Regions from separate parts of the Mus musculus genome. Here region 1 is linked to region 2. The links are chromatin contacts, called in public HiChIP or PLAC-seq maps. All regions are on one chromosome and are shown on one strand. Each heading gives the region's core, a stretch centred on a gene start, on an enhancer-like site or on the middle of the called end of the contact. The rest is flanking DNA. Distances are from core to core; before and after follow the strand shown.

The links. HiChIP or PLAC-seq counts read pairs in DNA pulled down with a chosen protein or histone mark.
Region 1: an H3K4me3 HiChIP or PLAC-seq map of forebrain shows a contact between it and region 2, with 3 times the contacts expected there. The contact joins the enhancer-like site here to the promoter of Cux2 in region 2. A contact is called at or near these places in 16 of 39 promoter capture datasets (the 3T3-L1 cell line, 3T3-L1-derived adipocytes, the C10 cell line and 11 more), 12 of 484 Hi-C or Micro-C datasets (the G1E-ER4 cell line, the HL-1 cell line, the N1E-115 cell line and 7 more), 23 of 115 datasets of contacts at active chromatin or transcription factors (SST interneurons, T-cell acute lymphoblastic leukemia, craniofacial prominence and 15 more) and 3 of 9 other capture datasets (adipose tissue, liver and pancreatic islet).

Annotation. Positions count from the first base shown.
Region 1 is chr5:121,925,355-121,930,484 of GRCm38.p6, reverse strand. All of the region lies in intron 2 of Cux2 (cut-like homeobox 2), which reads left to right. Among named protein-coding and RNA genes, the nearest start is that of Gm52785, 61 kb to the right of the region's middle. Within about 2 kb of position 3,879, at least 30 of the 459 cell types and tissues checked have an H3K27ac peak or open chromatin away from gene starts, as enhancers often do. A contact at or near this core is called in the N1E-115 cell line, cortical neurons, craniofacial prominence and 2 more, where this site is marked.
Region 2 is chr5:122,046,507-122,052,310 of GRCm38.p6, reverse strand. Cux2 (cut-like homeobox 2) reads left to right here and starts at 2,460. Exons shown (of 23, transcript NM_001312908.1): 1 at 2,460-2,535.

The sequences.
Region 1 (5,130 bases), core at 2,630-5,129, 120 kb after region 2:
GCTGGAAATTTACATAGAGCACAGGAAGTGATGGATGACTCTAGTAAACCCGTCTGTCTCCGCCTGGCGCAGCTATCCATCTCAGTGGGCTGCGAGGCCCATCTGTCTTTCTGTCTCCTTGATGGTGGCAGGCCAGCGGGTGCCCTCCATCCTGGGTCATCCGAGGCCCCCTCTGCAAGGCAACATGCAGCTGGCTGGCTGGGGCAGCCTGCAGAACTTGTTCCTTCTCTGGTGTGCCTGGGCCTACCTTCCCCTGGATCCATGGGCCTGTCACACTCGCTGCTGTTGTGAGGCGCAGCTCATGACTGCTCCACTACAAGCCTGCAGCAGATGTCTGAAGACCTCTTCTGCACCAGGCATTTACTGGGGTGCAGGCCCAGTCAGTTAGCTGACGCACACTGCCGAGCTCCCCAGCCTTTCGTCAGAACAGTGATGCTAGCTGCTTTTATCTTCCAGCTCCATTGGTTTTGTGTCAGATGGTATAAGACAGGGTTGCTTTGATTGACTAGACAAGCTGGCCATGAACTCCCAGGCATCACCTGTCTGCCCCATGTTGGCGGAGAGGTGTTAAAGAAGTGCATACCTTTAATATCTCACTCTCTACAGGTCACTGGAGATTTGAACTCAGTACTTCCCTCATTTGTGGGGTGTGTGTGTGTGTGTGTGTGTGTGTGTGTGTGTGTGTGTGTGTGATATGTATATGTAAATATGAGTACATGTGTGTATGATATATGGCATGTATACATATGTGTATATGGTATGTGTATGTGTGTGATGTGTATGTGTGTGATATGTATGTGTGATGTGTGTGTGTGGTATATGTATATGATATGTGTATATGTGTGTGATGTGTGTGTGTTGTATAAGAGTGTGAGTGCGCGCCTGTGTATAGTTATGTGCATGTATGTGAAAGGTATGTGTGTCAGTGTGTTTGTGCACGCATAGGTGCATACATGTGTGTGGTATGTGTGTATGTGGTATTATGAGAGTGTGAGTATATGTGTGTCTATGTGTGAGTGTGTTTGTGCATGCACATGTGTGTATGTGTATTTGTGTATGTATGTGTGTGTATGTTACCAAGCACTCTACCCACCAAGCCATCTTCCCAGTAGCAGGTAGTGGAGAGGGATGTCACTATCCAAAGACCAGGGACAGACAAGCTGTGACACATGAGGCCAGACACGGCGGCAAACTCCTATTATAATCTCACTACTTGGGAGAGAGACTGAGGCAGAAGAATCCAAAGTTTGAGACCAGCCTAGAATACATAATGGTTTCCTGTCTCAATAAAATGTCAAATCAGAGGCAACCCCGGGTGTTCATCTGTGGGGTCACACACCTGTAATCCCAGCTGTGAGCAAGATGGCAGCAAGGAGGTTAAGAGTTCTAAGCCGGCCTGGGCTACAAAGTCAGTGTAGTGGGAGGCCAGTTTGGTGTGTGTGTGTGTGTGTGTGTGTGTGTGTGTGTGTGTGTGTGTGTGTGTGTGTGTGTGTGCGTGTGTGTGTACATATGATAATTTAAGTGGAGTAGCATTGTGGTTGAACATGGGACATGTTTCTAACCTCCAGCCCATGAAGTTGGTGGGGGCTCCTATGTTCTGAGGCCCAGGAAGTCCCAGGGCTGAAGAGCCGGACTACCCCAGAGCTGAGGCACAAACCAATCCCAGAGAGCAGGGACCAGTGGCAGAGCCCCTGCCGGTCCAACGCCCCCCCCCCCCCAGCTTCTCCTCTCCCTGCTCGCTGGCTCCAACCTCAGCTGCATCTATCATCTGCTCGCAGCAGCTCATTAAAATTATCTCTTTTTAGTTGCAAATGGGTCGTTTATGAGGAATCATTACTTGAATGGTCTGCACAGGGCTCCGGGCTGTCTGTCTGCTGTTGATGGCTAGTTAGGTTAATTGCATGTGTCTCCTCCCTGCCTGGGTCTGGCCCAAAGTCTGGGACTGTTTAGATCATGGCTGGAGTCGGACATGACGTCTTGCAGGAGTGTGGCCGGCGAGGCCCGCTAGCTGGATGCAGGGTGTCTCTGAAGCCGGACTTGAGAAAACGTGGCTGGCTTATGTTTCGGAGACGTCTTCTGTTCTCTTGAAATAAATATAGTTCTGTGGGCTTTTCTGAGTGTGTTTAGTTTAAAAGAGCCCAGTTGTCCATTCCATCTCAGAGTTTGTTGATTTTCAAATGCCCTTTCTTTGAGAGTACAAGGGGATCAGTTTAATGTCTCTGCTTGGCACCCTGTCCCTCTGTGTGTGTGTGTGTGTGTGTGTGTGTGTGTGTGTGTGTGTGTGTGTATGATATTTTTACTGACCTGTGAAAACCTAGAGCATTTGGATATAACAGGGTGTCCTCTACACCCGGTGTGTCTAAGGAAGAGATGAATATCAGCCAGTGTTTATTGAACTCCTGGCAGGGTACATTATGATCTTGAATTATTTAAAACAGTCTCCCCTAAACATCCTCAGCGGAAGGAGAATGGGAGCGGAGGAGAATGGGAGCCTGAAAAGCCAGGCATAGAAAATTTGCCTCCAGAGCCCACCAAGGAGCTGCCCCCGCCTCAGTGATTAGGGCTGCCTGTAATTCACCTCCTAGCCCCTGGCTGAGTCCTCTCACAGACACACAAGCCCTCCATAAATGGTAGTTACCATAATTGTATTTATTATTGTCACGGCCGTTGTCGCCTGCATATTTACCGTAGAAACGCAGCAAGCATCCCGCATGCACCGAGGCAGAGTTGAGGAGGGCATGGTCCTCTTGTCTGCGACAGAGATAGCGTCTGCTCCATCAGGACTGTGGGCAGGAGAGCTGGGCTTGCAGTGGTCCAGAACTGAGAGCTAGTCATGTCCCCTGCCTCACCACCTTGGCCCTTGGACTTGGTGCGGTCAGCAGGCCCCGTCAGTCAGATCTGTACCCATCAGCAATCAGCGATGTACAGATAGAGGGACAGCCCTGGGGTTATACCACACTGACAGCTAGATATGCTCTGCATGGCTATTTCCTGTATGGGTGGGAGGGGGCGGGCATTCTTCTATGTATACAGGTTCATATGTATGTGACCTTACATATGTTTTCAGTTACTCTCCACTTCATTTACTGATACATAGTCTCCCGTTGATCCCCCCAGGCTTACACACTTGAATAGTCTGCCTAGCCAGCTTGCTCTAGGGAATCCCCCATCTCTCCTCCAATGTAGTGGGGTTATCAGTAGGCCACCACACCCACCTAGCTTTCAGGTGAGTGCTAAGGGTCTGAACTCTAGTCATCTGGCTTGTGCTGCAATCCCTTTGCTCCCGCCTCCGCCTCCGGTGGAAGAAATAAGTAAAATCCAGACTGCAGACACTGGTTCCGAGCAAGTATGGCTGTGTGAAGAGGTACAGGGTCCCCGAGAGGGGAGCTTACACCTGCAGGTGTCTCCATGCTCCGTGATCCCAGGAGGCTAGGGCAGGAACCTTGGGAGTTTCAGGCGAGCCTAGGCTCCAACATTTAAAAATAAGTGCTCATAAAACTCACAGTGTCAGATACACAGTTAATCCGTGGTGCATCCCATGTCCCATTTTTTTTTGTCCTGGGATGAGAAAAACACACCTTTAAAAACTAAGTAAAACTTCAGTGGACCTCAGTGTTCCAGTTCTTTCTCCCCTACGATGTGAGAGCCTTATTGTCCTGGCCTTACAAGTTCTTGGGAGGTGTGTGTGTGTGTGTGTGTGTGTGTGTGTGTGTATACCCATGAATGCATAAATTGTGGCAAATGTCTTTTCTCTTCCTTTCCCTCTCTATCCCATCCCTCACCCATCTCAAAATCCTTCCTAGTCCTCAGGCTGACAGCGCGGAGGTGACCCTGCCCAATGCTGATGCTTCAGCACCTTGGAGAGAGCCACCCAGGTTTTAAGCAGTGTCTTTTGGTGCCTCTGTCCCCTCTGCTCACCTCCCCCACCCCCATCCCACTCACCTTCAGTCTTGGGACTTTCACCAAAAGTTAGCTGTTTTTCTAGAAACAGACATTCCTTCTTAGATTGCCCCCCCAAAAGGGTTCCAGGGGCCAGAGCCATCCTCACAGGTTTGGGGGGATCAGGCCTATGACACTGGTAAATAGCCTTGGAGCAGGAAGTTCAGATACTAGCCGTCTTTTACAGGGAGAAGGCTTTGCAGTGGGTTAACGGTCCTTTCATTTCATTATCTAATGGTGAAAGGGTTTCATTGTGTGTGCAAGACGAATGTGTATCAGCGGTGACAAATGGGGTCTTTCATTACGCGCCGCACTTCGTCATACATATGTTGGATTAAAGAGCTCACCCTGGAAATGCGCTCCCCGCATCTGCGCGCGCGGGTGTATTTTTTTTTTTTTAATAAATCTGATTGCAGGAATTTATTGCACCACCGGATTTAGGAAATTATGGGTCTTGATTGCTGCAAATATAATCGGGTGATAGATGCAGGAGGGTTCGTGGAGTTATTGTCCTTGGGGGTGGGGAGCCCTGTTCAAGTCCGTGCCAGCAGTGCAGGCCACACAAACAGAGCGTTCCTTGGATTATGCAAATGAGTCACGACAACTCCTGCTGAATTGTACTCCTGCGAAAGCCTCCATGACAGCGGAGGAAGCTTCAAGAGGGGCGATCAAGCACATAGGTCCCAGCAGCAGGCCCCACTATGATGCACTCGCACACACGCGCGCGCACACACACACCCCTCTCCCTCTCCATCATTGGTCTTGTGTGGCCAAACCCTGGTCTGATTCCTGAGTGCGCACACAGTCAGGCCAGCTCCCCTACACCCCACTCCCCCCCAGTCTGTTCCTTTTCAGTCGGTGAGGGTTCTGGGAACCCTCGGTGATTTACCGTGGGGTACACCCGAGGTCACCGTACTTCTCTTCGGCACCTTCATTTTTCCAAAATTTGCTGGAATTAAAAAGCCATCTATATCTTAAGAGGCGAATTTATGAGCCTTTAAGGGAGAAAGCGGCAGTTGGAGCTGCGCCCGCCGCTGATGTATGGAAGCTGTCGGCAGCACCCGCGAGCGGGGAAAGTGCCCATACAATATGCCACGCGCTGCTATTTTGACACGCTTTGGAGATGTTTTCTTCAGTTACTGACAGGCTTATGCCATCGCTCCTTGGAAATTTAAGAGGTGGGGCTGGGGG
Region 2 (5,804 bases), core at 1,211-3,710:
GTAACACTGATATATATATGCACACATACACACACACACATACATACATACACACACATATCAACTCGTTAACTTTGGAGATCCGCCCCCCCCCCCGCCTCGCCGCCCCCCCCCCCCCGCCACTGCCTCTCCATTTGGGACCCTATGATATTTCTTCACAATTAAATTTAGACTCTGCACTTTGGGCAGGAATACCACACAGGCACAAAGTCCTTCTCAATACAGCATCCCCAAAAGTCACACCCCAGCAGTGTGTCCCACAGAGGCAGAGTCAGACATATGTTAAAATATATTGAAGCTCTGTTTGTTAAACGGGTTTGGAAAAGGTCTCACAATCGCTAGGTTCTTCTCTCTCTCTCTCTCTCTCTCTCTCTCTCTCTCAAATTCTTTATTACAGGTTTTTAAAAGAGCAGACTCAAAGACACGGGGGCTGCAAGCCGTACAGAGATTCAAGAAGAAAATGTAGTCATTTAAAAAAAAATCACAACGCATTAGTTATGAAATTTGCCTAAATTCATTTTGCGGAATGAGAGCCGTAATTTGAAGGCAGAGTTATGGAGAGAGGAAATAAAACCACATGTCACGTGCAATTTAATCTGGCAGGGAAATGGGCCACTCGGAATTGCTAACTCGGCCTGATTCGTTTCCTCTCTGGAAAAAGCTCTACTTTTGGTCTGAGGAGTCTTTTCAGCTCCTGCGTTAATGTATTTGCACAGACGTCACACGGAAAAAAAAAATGTATGAGGACAGCAAGAGAAATACTGTATCCTACTTTAAATCACACTGCGGGTTTTAAATGGCTCGACGGATGGCTCGGAGCGCTCACACCTTCCCCTGAAGCATTTAAGAAACAGTTATTTACATTACATTAAAAACTTTAATTGCCTTGAAGCACGTGCTGGGAGACGCAAATATTGGAAAATCATCAAAAATATCCATCATGATTCTCCCTCCTTTACAACTCTTCTAAACTTCATCTTTTTTATAACCCACGGTATTGATCTATTGTCCCAGACCGAGAGTGATGTCAGAAGTCCAAGCTCAGCCATAAAAAGGGAATATAATTTCGGTTGGCCGTCCATAAAAGCTAGTCTTTTGACAGAGATGAGGGGGGGACTAGGCCTCTTCTTTTGGAAGGGAAGTAAGTGGGGGGGGTGATGTGCAATAGGGTGTGGTGTGGGGAGGTGGGCAGGCAAGGAGGGTGACTTCAGGGTCTGGAGGTTTTTTTAGGGTTTTTTTTAGGGGGTACCGAGGCATGATGGGTTTCTGAGTCCCTTCTTTAGGATAACAAGTTGGGAGGGCTCATAGAAAAGAAGAGGGATATGTGAAATACGCCCCCTTTTGGTCCAGGGTCTGAGGAACTGCAAAGGCCGGGACCTCCCCGCCCTGGGTTAAAGATCAAGGAGAAAGCAGAAACGCTATACTCAAAGGGCGTGTGTGTGTGTGTGTGTGTGTGTCCGTCCATGTGCGTTGGCCATGGTAATGATAACATGACACCCTGCCTAGCCCCCATAGTGATGTTAGAGGTCCGGAGCTGCTACAGCGGGCCTTGGAGAACCTCAACTGATCCAAGCAGCTGTTGGGGAAAGGCTGCTTCCGCAAAGGTTTCTCTAAGGACATCCTGCAGCAACATTCACTTCACGCCAGGGACTTGCTTTGGAAAGTTGTGGGGTGCGTTACGCCCACTAAAGAATAACGATCAGAGCCCTACTGTAAAGACGCAAAGCATAGACACACAGGTTCCCCAATAGGACTTCCTTCGGTGCTGTACAGCACCATGCTGGGCGCCCGGAGACTTTCCCACGGCTCCGGGGCGCCCCCTCGCGGCGGTCACCCGCAGCGCAGCGAGCGCGTGGCGCGCGGGGTTGCGAGGGGGGGGGTGGACCTCGGCCGGAGGGTCGCGCGTGTGTGCTCCGTGCTCCCCTCGCGCGAGGCCACGCGAGGAGAGCGGCCGCACGCACTGCAGAGAGCTCACTTTGTTCTTTACGGTCCCCGTCGCCCGCGGCCCCTCCGCGCTCCCGCCGCCCCCCCTGCGCATTGATCCGCGCGCGCGGCGCTGTCGATAAGTTTGCAAGGAGCCAAAGTCAAGTGCGAGCGGCGTGCGCGCAGAGCCGGGCCGCGCTCCCGGGGTCCAGCCCGGGTGTTGGCGGCAGCCGCATCCCCGGCCGCGCGCCCGCCCCCAAGATGGCGGCCGAGGGGGGACCGCGGGGGGCCCGGGGGCCGAGGCCGGCCAGGGCTGTACGGGCGACCAGGGGGCCGCGCGCAAGACGGCGCCTGGACTGGCGGCGGCTGCAGGTGAGCAGACCAGCCCGCCTTTGTTCGCTGCCGCCACGAGCGGCCGCCGGGACGCGGGAGCCGCCGAGGCGGGAGGAGCGCGGGGAACGGGAGGAGCGCGGGGAGCACGGAGAGCGCGCGGGCAACGCGGGGGAGCGGGACGCGGCTGCGCAGCCATCCAGCCGCCGCCGCCGCCGCCGCCTCCTCCACCGGCTGCTGCAGCCAGGACGCTCGGTGCTCCTCCCGGGCCGATCCCTGAGGGTTAGTCTCTGCGTCTTGTTTCTCCCTCTCTCCTCGGTTTTTTATCACCCCCTCCGCCTGCTTTCTCTTCCTCCGCCTGCTTTCTGCCTCCGTCCTTCCCACCTCTGTCTTGACCCCCCCCTCCCGCCTCCCCTCTCCGGTCTTGCTTTTCTTCCCTCGCTTCCCCTCCTCCTGCTTTCTCTCCATCATCTTGATATTCCCCTTCTCTGTCTGCTCCTCCCTCCCCGCCCCTTCCCCTCCATCCCAGTCCCGCGGCCCCGGAGCCCCAGGCCCGAGCGCGCGCAACTTTGCGCACCTGCCGCGGGGCGGAGCAGGTGCGCGGGCTGCAGCCCCTGGGAACTTTTGCACCCGCGCCCCTGGGGCTACCGGTTCTACCTCGCTTGCTCTCGCACCCTGCTCTCTCTGCCTTGGCCCCCCTCGCTCCCCTCTCCTTCTCAGGGGCGACACTCTTGGCAGCCCCAGCACTTTTTCCATGTTCCTGGTGCGCGGGCTCCAGGTGCCTCCAGGTTGGGATGTTTGCTGACCGTCTTTCTGAGGCCCTGGGATGGGCGGGGGGTAGGGGGGGAGATGCGGTGTTACAGTACCCCATTTGGCGACACACTTGGGTGCTCATTACGCCCGCAGAGGCTCCCTGCACCCTGCAGTCGAGCAGAGTCGCGGCAGGTGCTGCGATGGCCTGGGCGGGGAAGCCTTGTGGATAACCACGCTCTGAGAGCATTTTGCTTGGCCAGTGACATTCTCAGAATTCGTGACAACACGTCTGGAGATAAAAAAATAAATAAATAAAACATAAAGGGACCCACTTTCCCTTTTTAATCTGTCCGCAGATCTCGTTAAGTTGCTTCTGATAAGTGGCTCGCTCCAGCCCCCCTCTTCTCTGTCCCCACTCCTCGCTCCCCTCCTCCCTCAAAGCCACCGAGCCGGAGAGAAAATCGGGGCACTCAGGCATGCAGTTAATAACTGCAGGAGCTATGCAATTCCTAGTCCGCGCCCGAGTTGAGGTTACAGTTTGGTGGCCGGCTAAGATGGGCAAGGCTGTGTCCTATGCTAGACGGTTTAAAGGATGCTAAAGTGGCTTTGGAGGTGGGGAGCAGGGGCCGGGAGGGGGCAGAGAGAGAGAGAGTTGGGTAGCCACATTGGGCCTGGCACGAAGGCCAATGGTAATCGTATTCCCTGCTAATGTTTGTAAATGAGACCCGGGCAGGCTGGGGGACAGCGTCTTTATTTATGATTGATGTTCTGTAACATAAGGGATGACAAGAACGCGGCAGACTAGAGGGGAGCAAGCGGCTGGGCTGACGGAAGCTCTTACCCGGGTGCTATTGTTATTCTCCTGGAGAGAATTGCTACGGTGAGCTTTACAGCGGCCCCGTATTTGCCCATAGTCGCCGGAATGCCAGTTAACACGATTCTCATTAGATAACTCGCTTTCCATCCAAGCGCCTGGGCTGCAGGCTTGGTGGGAGAGAGAAAGGGAGAGAGAGGCTGCCCTGGGGCTGAGGCCTGGGTGCGGCTCCCCGCGTTGGTTTCAGAGCTGATTGGGGTGGTTCTGGACGCTCCCTGTCCCCAGTCTTGGTGGGGAGGCTTTTGTGGAGCTGTGGAAGGTCACCCCAGTCTTGGTTCCAGCTGACTCCTGGTGGTCTGCACGCCTTTTGTTAGGGTCTCAGGACACACTGAGATGGAAAAGGAGATTTGAGCTGCAAGGGTGGTGAGTGAGGGTGGTGGACACAGGCCTGTCCAGGTGACAGGGACCAGGAACACCAAGACCGCTCCCCCAACGGGGAACATACAAGGGTGTGTGTGTGTGTGTGTGAACTCATTAAGACAATGGCTGTGTGTCTGGCACAAACAGGCTCCCAGGGAGGGGGGCTCATCTGAATCGATATAAAGAGGAGGGGATGCTCCTCCAGGGAGTTTGAAAAGGCTGCATAGTTCCAGAGCTCAGAGGATTGACTGTGGAAGCTGCGGCATGCATCTTGCCAGGCCCAGGCTGGTGCAGCTGCCCACTCTCCAACCCCGCCTCAGCCTCTCCTGTGATCCCTGGCACAGCGTGCAAAGTCCAGGGTCTTCCGGACATCCATCTCTTAGCCCTTTGCCAGGGACCCTTTCTGGTCCATCCTCTTAGTGACTCCTCCTTCACACTCACTGGTATCTCTTCCTTTCTCCTACTCCATAGAGGAAACTTCCACCTATTGTGAAACACAGGTAGGAACTGTGGGTCTGGGCAGGGCCAGAGCTGGGGGCTCCCTCACCAGAGCCTGGGAGGAACGTGTGACTTGTATCCTGGGTTGTTCAGGTTGGATGGTTTCTTGCAGCTTGATTTCTGAGTCTTAAGATGACCCAGCCAGGAAAAGTGGCCCCGTGGCCCCAGGCTGGACCATACTGCTGACGCTTCCCCGTTTGGGACAAGGAAGGTGACCTTGTGCCAGCTGGGCTCTTGGTTCTCTGGAAGTATATATATTTTAAACTTGGAAGCTGTCCAGTTAGTATTTTTTCCCCCCAGCACATTCTTTGAGTACTGGAAGTAGGTTCTTTGACTAGATGGAAATCAGTCGACAACCCTGGGATTGGGGGCTCAAGGAATGACTCTAAGGGACCTGGGTACCCCTCCCCCCACCATGGCATTCCTCAATCGTCTCCACTTCCCCCCCCCCCCTTCCTGCTGTAGCAGCTCAGGAACGAGAAGAAATAAAATCCCGTCCTGAGTTAATGCTGGTATATTTCATTTGGTTATAGGATGGTTTTACAGTGAACATCACTAATGCGGGCGTAGTTTATGGCTTTTCTCTGTGTTATCGTAGTAACTGGATTCATGGGTTCATGGTTTTTCTTTTCTACTTTCGTTTACCCCCTACTCCATACCCTTTATAAGAGATGTTCTGAGTCCTGGCCCCCACACCATCTTTCCTTTCCCCTCTAAAGAAGAGGAGGCTAAGCTTTTTGGGCATCCGGGTTGAATGAGGGGATTAGGGGTGCTCCTGCCCAGCTGTGTTTTTGGGGGGAGGGACGAGGTGGGGCTGGTGGCCCCTCACAGAAGACTCGGGTAGAAAACCCGGCCATTCCTCAAGGAGGAATTGGCACCACCCTCAGGATGAGCCGGTGTGGGTGGGCTTGCTAAAGGGGTCTTACGGAAACTTCTGGAATGGCTGGAAGCCAGGTGGTGCTTTGATGAAGACTGTTCCGTGCTCAAAGTTCAGGAAAGAGTGTGAATATAATTAAAACATTGTAACCTTGTGATGTTCTGAAGCAGGTAAATTTTACATATCAGC